Regions from separate parts of the Anser cygnoides genome. Here region 2 is linked to region 1. Evidence: chromatin contacts called from public Hi-C data. All regions are on one chromosome and are shown on one strand. Each heading gives the region's core, a stretch centred on a gene start, on an enhancer-like site or on the middle of the called end of the contact. The rest is flanking DNA. Distances are from core to core; before and after follow the strand shown. Region 1 has its middle 15 kb from the start of CYGB. Region 2 holds the start of EXOC7 (exocyst complex component 7).

The links. Hi-C and Micro-C count contacts between places; a contact is called where the count stands out from the background.
Region 2: a Hi-C map of liver shows a contact between it and region 1, with 7 times the contacts expected there. The contact joins the promoter of EXOC7 here to the enhancer-like site in region 1. A contact is called at or near these places in 2 of 7 Hi-C or Micro-C datasets (both in liver).

Annotation. Positions count from the first base shown.
Region 1 is chr19:5,014,021-5,017,923 of Taihu_goose_T2T_genome, forward strand. No RefSeq gene overlaps it. Among named protein-coding and RNA genes, the nearest start is that of CYGB, 15 kb to the right of the region's middle. Within about 2 kb of position 1,906, at least 1 of the 3 cell types and tissues checked has open chromatin away from gene starts, as enhancers often do. A contact at or near this core is called in liver, where this site is marked.
Region 2 is chr19:5,243,077-5,246,979 of Taihu_goose_T2T_genome, forward strand. EXOC7 (exocyst complex component 7) reads left to right here and starts at 2,050. Exons shown (of 21, transcript XM_066980154.1): 1 at 2,050-2,242; 2 at 2,746-2,811; 3 at 3,869-3,903. The coding sequence starts at 2,183.

The sequences.
Region 1 (3,903 bases), core at 656-3,155:
CCGCTGACCCCAATCCCCCCGCGGGGACCTGGGGGCTGCTTCCCGGCAGAGGCTCGGGGACAGGCCCCCGGCAGTGGAAATCCCCTCTTCCACGATCACCGGGGAATTGAGGCTGTTGCAAGGAAATGTCATTTCTGCTGATTTATCGGAGCTTTCATCTGGGAGGGCCTGTCTCAGTGCTTTCCGTTCCCTCTTCTTCCCTACTCCAGCCCCCAGCATCTCCAAGAGATGGGTGCTGGAGGAGGGAGGACGGGAAGAGCAGCCAGCGCAGGAGCCCTGGAAATGGTTAAAGATTTGGGGAGTCCAGATCTGCCGCATCTTCTGTGACAATCTGGCCTCCCCAGCATCCTCGTAAATGAGAAACCGCATAAGCCTCACACTCTATTATTGCTATGGAGCATTAGAGTCTCTCATTTAGGATAAACATTCTCATCTCCAGCAGAGCATGAATAACATTAAATGAGATAGTTAAAATGTTTCAGGCCAATTATAGCCCTGGTGTAACTTCGGCAGAGTTGCACCAGGGATTAATTTGATCCGGAGAGCTCTGCCTCCTGTTCCGAGCTGGGATTCCAGCGCGGGTAATTACATCCTGCCTCTCTGCACTTCCTCTGGAGTTTTAATTGGGTTGAATGGACCAAATCCGCAGCAAGTGTAAATCAATGTAATTGAGCTCTCTCTGGAGAGGAACCCTGCTGGTTTACACCCTCAAATCTGGGCCAGCCTTCTCCCTTTCCCCTTCGCCAGGCTCCAGCTGCCCGGGGCCGGCTGCTGCCCTGACCCAGCGCCAGCTTCCCACCGAGGACTCCAGTTCTGCTCTTTTCACAAAATCACCAGTTTTCCACGCTTCTGCTGGCAGCCCAGGGAGCCCTGCCACCACGTCAGAGCAGGTGAGGTCCGCGGGTTTCCACCCTCTGCTGGAAAACCCACTGCCCCGTCACGGGTCCTGGATCCCAGGCCGGTGCATGGAGCCAGGCAGCTGGACTGTGTCCCCCTCCCGCTTCCCAGCCCTCTTAGTAAATCAGTGTTAATGAGGGACATTTGACCCTCTCTTTCCCTGAACAGCCCTAAGCAGCATTTTTGTTCCATGAGATAGTTAAGAAGCTTGAAGCAATTTCCTCCCCCCATTTCTATTGTAGCTTTGCTTTTCTTTTTTCCTTTTTTTTTTTTTTTCTAAATTCCCCAAGAAAATGGCAACTTTTTGGATGCAGGAAACCTTCAGGATGTCTTGGAGCAGAGGGCAGGGAGCAGTGTTTGACGTGGAGGGGATGGAGCAGACGGACCTGGCGAGGTGGGGCCCCGGCTCACTTGCTCCATCAGTTCGACCACGTGTGTGACTGAGGCAGGAGGGCCGGAGCTGGGAAAGTGCTTTTGCTGGCTGTAATTAGGAATTTAATTGCGAGGCGTTATCTCACAGGGTTGGAGCCTATACAGAGCCATACGTCCCCCATAGCCAATCGCATACAGGGGTGACGGGAGAGGGAAGGGAGCTGGGAACGCTCTCCCTCACAGATTTCCAGGCCTTTCTGCTGCTGTGTGGTCCCTTTCCCTTCTCACGGACAAACGATGAAAGCAGACGGTCAGATAAGCCCCGGGGAGCCGAGCCCAGCACGGCCCCGAAGCTTCGCTCACCATGAGCCTGCGTGGGACCGCCGGTCCCACACCACCTCCAGCGGCCCCAGCTGTGCCCAGCCCGCTCGCGCTTTCATTTCCCGTTTGGTTTTTCCCAAAGTGTATTTTCGGGAGGCAGAGATGTCACAACCCTTCCTTCCTCCCCTCCTCGGAGGGGCCACGGTGGCAGGACCGCGTCCCCGCAGCCTCCTGGCCCTGCGGAGAGCTGACGGTGGCCCCGCGAGGGCTGGCACTGCTGCTCCTGCCTTTGTCCTAAAGCTGTGGGGCGACGCAGTGGAGGAGGGCGAGCGAATTCCCACCCCCTGAGGACCTCCTGGGACCCTCACGCATCTCAGCGCGGGCAGCGGACACCTCGCAGCGGCCAGCAGCCCCATCGGGCTCACCCCGCTTAGCTCAGCCGCTGGCTGCAACTCCTTGAGTATAAATAAAGAGCATTTCTCACGAAATCCACCCTCTCGGAGGTCCCCAGGCGGAGAGCTGGCCCCGCTACAGAGCTCAGGAGACCTTTATCCCCCAGATCTCCAACCCCGCCGTGTAGCCAGCGCGCCGGGTTGGCAGAGCAGTGACCCCGCTCCCCGCAGCCCCGTGCCATTTTCAGGCTGCCTCCCGCTGTCTGCGTCCCTCCCATTTGGCCCCTCGTTGTCCTTTCTGTTGTTTTTTTTTTCTCATTTTGTGTGTACGCGGCCAGATGGGAGGAAAGGTCGGAGTCGCTGATGGTAAAGTCCGTGCTGAAATCTGGATTTTCCCTAAGCCCGGGATGGCTGTGCCTGGCCTAACCCTGCAAACGGGCTCCAGCGGGCTCTGATCCGAGGTTTTGGGGCTGTTGCATCGCCAGTGCACGTGCATTTCTTTGGGGGCTCGTCCCCATCCTGCTCCTGACCTTGCCTGAACGCGGTTCCTGCTTGTTGCTCGCCGCCGGCCGCCCAGAGCCGAACAGGCTCAGCCCCGATGCCTCCTGCAGCTCAGCCCCTGACCTTTATTTTCCCTTAAATCAATACACAAAAGCCGTGCTGCAGCAATACCAGCACGTCAAGGGAGCCCAGGTGATTTATCTCATCCGAGGAGCTGATTCTGCTTTTGAGGCTCCAATCCAGGCAAGCTTTTGTTTCTCCAGCCCCCGTCCCTTCTGCGCTGCCTTCGGTTCGTGTGCCTTTTATCCACCGTCCCCTGACCCCCCTGCTCCTGGCATTATTGACTCTCCGTCTTGCTTTTAATCTGCTATAGAATGAAGGCAGCTCCAGGTAAAACACCACTTTTATTCTTCCTGCACATTATAATTCCTTTACGGAAAAAAAAAATGTTGAAAGTGAGTTGAGGTTTGTTAATTAGAAAGCTTCAGGGGAAAAAAAAATCTATTAGGAAACCTCTGGAGGCATTTGTGAACTTGTCGCTGCGGAGAACCAAGCCCCTGGGGGCTCTTGTAGGGTTGGCTTTGCCTTGGTGGCAGGGAGGGCACCCGGGAGCGCCGCGGGCAGGAGGCGCGTCCCGGGCTGGTTTCTCACCACCACACATCAGGAGCTTTCCTCTCCCCCTCACCGCATCCTGCCTGTGGCCACCAACGGTGGTCAGCTCTCCCAGACAGCCTGTTCTGGGTGGAAAAGCCGCGTATTTGGCACTGAGCGATCGTGTTAGCTGCGGTGAGGCCGGTGCAGCTGTGCCCGCGGCAGGGATTCTGCTGTGTAACAGCTTCGCGTGCCAAAAGCGCAGAGACCCGTCTCCTCCTTCCTTGTGTCTATCAGCAAAAGCTTTGGTTATTGCTTTTTCAGCTAGGTTGGAGCTGATGTTTGCAAGTCCACCGGTCCCAAAGACTGATCGATACGTGCCGATAGGCTTTTCCCATCAGAACATTTATTTTTCCAACAGGACACCGAGTTCTCAAACAAATGGAGGCTTGCACAGAGATCGCCTGCCTCGGTTTGGCAGCAAACAGGAATATTTTTCTTTATTCCGAAACCAAATTTTTGTGGCTAAATAGAGCCGAAAATATATCTTTCCTCCGCCCCCCCCACCTCTCCCAGACACGAGACAGCTCTGAATGCCGAAAGCAACTCTTCCCTGCCGCAAATGGACCAAATAAACCCAGCACGAGACTGGTGCTTAGCAGAAGCAGATGCGCCTCTAATGCTGTCATCTACAGCAAGCTGCGTCTGCAAACTGATCTTTTATTAACGAATTTGTATAGATGGGAGAGCTGCGGGGGCCACGCGAGCCCCGCCGCTGGGAGCGGGACGTGCCATCGCCCCGTGCCCGCGGGCTGCGGCGCGGCTCCCA
Region 2 (3,903 bases), core at 800-3,299, 230 kb after region 1:
TTACTATAAAAAAAAGAGATGGCTCTGCTATACAGGAAAAAAGTCCTTCCCAACCTTGCCAGCTCAGCAGGGAAAAGCATGAGAAGCATCGGGTGCTCAACCCGGAGAGGGAGCTAGCTTGTCTCTTCGCATTCACAGGACACAATCCCCTCTAGCAGATGTCCCCATAAACCCTGGGTGGGCAGTCACGGCCAGGCAATGTCACATACAGAAAATACAGCGCTCTGCCTGCGCGTTGCCCTTCGTGGTGGCCAGAGCCAGCGCACAGCTGTTTGCAGCATGATAAGGTAGGTTATGAAATGTGCCAAAGTTGTTGAACAAAAGAGGCCCGTTGGGCTGTTTCAGCTCCTTTCCAGAGCCCGGGGTGGGCTGACAAGCAGAAGATGGATGGGAACACGGCGGTCCCTTCACGCGGCGGGAGGCTGCCCTTGCCTTGGAGCAGCACAAGGCAGGGAGGCTGGGGCTGTCTGCAGCGGTAGCATCAGCTCTTGCCCTAGGCTGGACGTGGTTTTTGAGGCTGTGCAGCCCCATGACCACCCCCATGACAAACCCAGCCACCCTGCTGCAGCAGGGAGGTGGAGGCAGCCTTCTCGTGGTGGGAGCCTTTCTCTCTGGAGAAGATACAGGACGGGGGTAGAGGGCTCTACACTCCTGCAAATGCCTCTATTTCTGCAATTCATCGTCTACCCTGGGGCTAAGCCTCTGTGACCTTCCTGCACACCTTGGTTCTCCCCCCAGTGCCATGGGGCTGGTAAATCCCACCACAGCTGGACCTCGTGAGCCTCAGGGAGATCTTTCCAAGCAGAGCTGCCCTGTGCTTAGTATGGCTAATATATGCTTAATGTAATGAATGACAATATTGACTTTTTTCCCCCATTCCTACCCAGATCTCCAATCTGATAGATTACCTGGCTGTGACTTTGGCAGGACCAGCTCCAGCCCGTGGGGGAAAGGGCAATCTCGGGCAATGCCTCGCCTCGCATCACCTTTCAGGAAAGGGTGCAGCTCCTTTCCAGAGGCAAACAATGGCCGTGACCTGCCGAGGCGCCCTGTTTCCTCCTTCCGCGGGCAGCCCTGGTGTGTGACCCCAAGCTGGGTGCGGTGCGAGGGGGGTGGTGGGGAGCCCGGGACGTGTTTGCCTCCACGTGTCCCTCAGCTCCCCTGTGCTGGCACTGTTCCCATGGCCCTGCTCTCCTCCAAGCTGTGCAGAGGACAAGGTTCTGGGGGTGTCGGTCAATGCTCGTCTGAACACGAGCCAGCAGTGTGCCCAGGTGGCCAAGAAGGCCAACGGCATCCTGGTTGTGTCAGGAATAGTGTGGCCAGCAAGAGCAGGGAGGTGATCGTCCCCCTGTACTCAGCTCTGGTGCGGCCACACCTCGAGTGCTGTGTTCAGCTTCAGGCCCTCACTACAAGAAGGACATCGAGGGCCTGGAGCGTGTCCAGAGAAGGGCTACAAAGCTGGTGAAGGGCCTGGAGCACAAGTGCTGTGAGGAGCGGCTGAGGGCACTGGGGGTGTTTGGTCTGGGGAAGAGGAGGCTCAGGGGAGGCCTCATTGCTCTCTGCAACTGCCTGAAAGGAAGGTGTGGGGAGCTGGGGGTCGGCCTCTTCTCACAGGTAACTAGTGGTAGGACTAGAGGGAATGGCCTCAAGTTGTGCCAGGGGAGGTTCAGGTTGGAAATGAGGAGCCATTTCTCCTCAGAAAGAGTGGTCAGGTGTTGGGACGGGTTGCCCAGGGAGGTGGTGGAGTCACCGTCCCTGGGGGTGTTCAGGGAAAGGCTGGATGTGGTGCTTGGGGACATGGTTTATCCCTGGGGTGTTTAACGTGGTGCTTGGGGACATGTCTCAGTGGGTGACAGTGGTAGCAGTGATGGTTGGACCAGACATCTTGGCCCACAGCTGCGAACAAACCGCGACACACCCCCGCCACTCTCAAGATGGCCGCGCGGCCCGCCCGCCACTCCCAAGCTGGCCGCCAAGACCCGCAGCGCGCATGCGCCCCAGCCCCGCTGCCCTTCCGTCTCCCTCTCTGAAATGCCACTCCCAAGATGGCGCCCGCCACTCCTGCGCATGCGCAGTGCCCCCGCCGCTCCCAAGATGGCGGCGCGGCAGTGACGGGACGGAGCCGGGGGGAGCAGCGGCGGCGGCTTCCCGGTGGAGCGCGGCCTCGGCGCCCCGCGGCACGATGATCCCGAGCGAGGAGGTGTCGGCCCGCAGGAGGGAGATCGAGGGCAAGCTCAAGCAGGTGGGGCCGGGCCGGGGGCCTGCGGCGGGGCCTGGCGGGGCCTGGGCGCGGGGCCGGGCCCGCAGCCCCCGCGCGTTGCCGTGGAGACGGGCCCGGAGCCCCCCCTCAGGGCCTGCTGTGAGGGGCTGGGGGTCTGCGGGGGTCGGGTCTGTGGGGGTCGGGGTGGCTGCACCGCACCTGTGGTGGGCGGGGGTGTGCGGTGTAAATCGGGGGGGGGGGATAAGGGTGTCCACAAAGTGTGCTAAGGCTCGAGGGGTCGGTGTGTTGGGGGGAAAGGAGCAATCTGTAAAAAAACACTCTCATGATGTTGTATCTCTCACCTTGGGTTAAATGTCCTAGTATCTGTTAGGAGGTGGTATGTTAAAAAGTGGCCTCAGCATCAGACCAAAGGTGGCTCGCTGCTGTGTTTAGCAGGGCTTGTGAAACCCTACATGTGGAGTTGAGTGAGCTAAATGCTTGGTGCTCTGCAGTGAAAGCTAACTACTTTTTCATCCTGATGGCAGGAAGAAGAAACTCTGTCCTTTATCAAAGAGAGTCTTGAGAAGAGCGACCAGCTCACGAAGAACATGGTAAGGAGGTCCTTGAGGTTCAGGCTTATGGCTGGGTCTAGGGCTGCTCACCCGTAGGAAAATCAATTTTCTAGAGCCTCATTGTGCCTGTCTGAAGAATATACGGTAATAAGCCACTTGCTCGGCATCTCTGTTTTACACTTTGGTGGTTGGGCAAAAGGGAAGGCTGGTGAATGTTTAAAACCTAAGCCTCTTTCCTGGGAAGATGTGGGTGTAAATGCGCTGTTGGCTTTACAGTTTGTGCTTTCTCATGGGAAGAGATATTAACAAACCCCAACTAATTTGTGCAACAGCATCCCATCGTTGCTTCATAAAGGCAGGTCTTGTTTGGGGTTTATTTTGAAATTTTTTTGCTAAAGAGGTAGAATGTAATTATTGCACTCTAAGTGGTGCTAGTATGCCAGTTGAGGGCTTACTGTGTCCAGTTTTGGGTTCAGTGACTTAAGAAAGGCATAGAAGCATCACTAGAGAAATCTGGAAAGCATAGCATAGGAGTGCGTCTTGAAAGAACTGCATTTTGTCCTAGAAAAGATGACATTAAGGCACCCTTTATGCGCTTGCTAAGGCTTTTCACCATTCAGAATTGATACCGCAGTCCCTTTTAAAAACAAATGTCCACAGTGCAAAAGAAGGTTCATGCTATAGTGTGTCTTCGCATTGTATGTCTCAGTTTTAGATCTTAGTGGTACAGAGCAAAGTGGCTGCCAGGCTTTACTTTTGTTGCTCCGTTTACCAAGGATGCCTCCAGGCTTTTCCTGTGGCTTTGTTTTGTGCTGTCAGGTAAAATTTTCTCTTCCTTGGTACTGTTTCGGCGCACTGTTTGTGTGCTTTTCAAACATTTAATTCAAAGCTGGCCTATCTTTGATGGCAGATGATTTGTTTTGTAATTATTGATGGAAATTGATGGAAAGGCAGGCTGTTTAAATCTTCTATGTCCTAAGGAGCCCAGCATAGAAGCTGGAATCTGAAGGTCCCGGACTGCCCCAATCTAACTACTAACCTACTGCGTGGATCCTTGTGGAAGGATGTCCTCAGCTCTCTTTGTTTCTCCCTGTAGGTTTCTATCCTATCCTCCTTTGAAAGCCGTTTGAT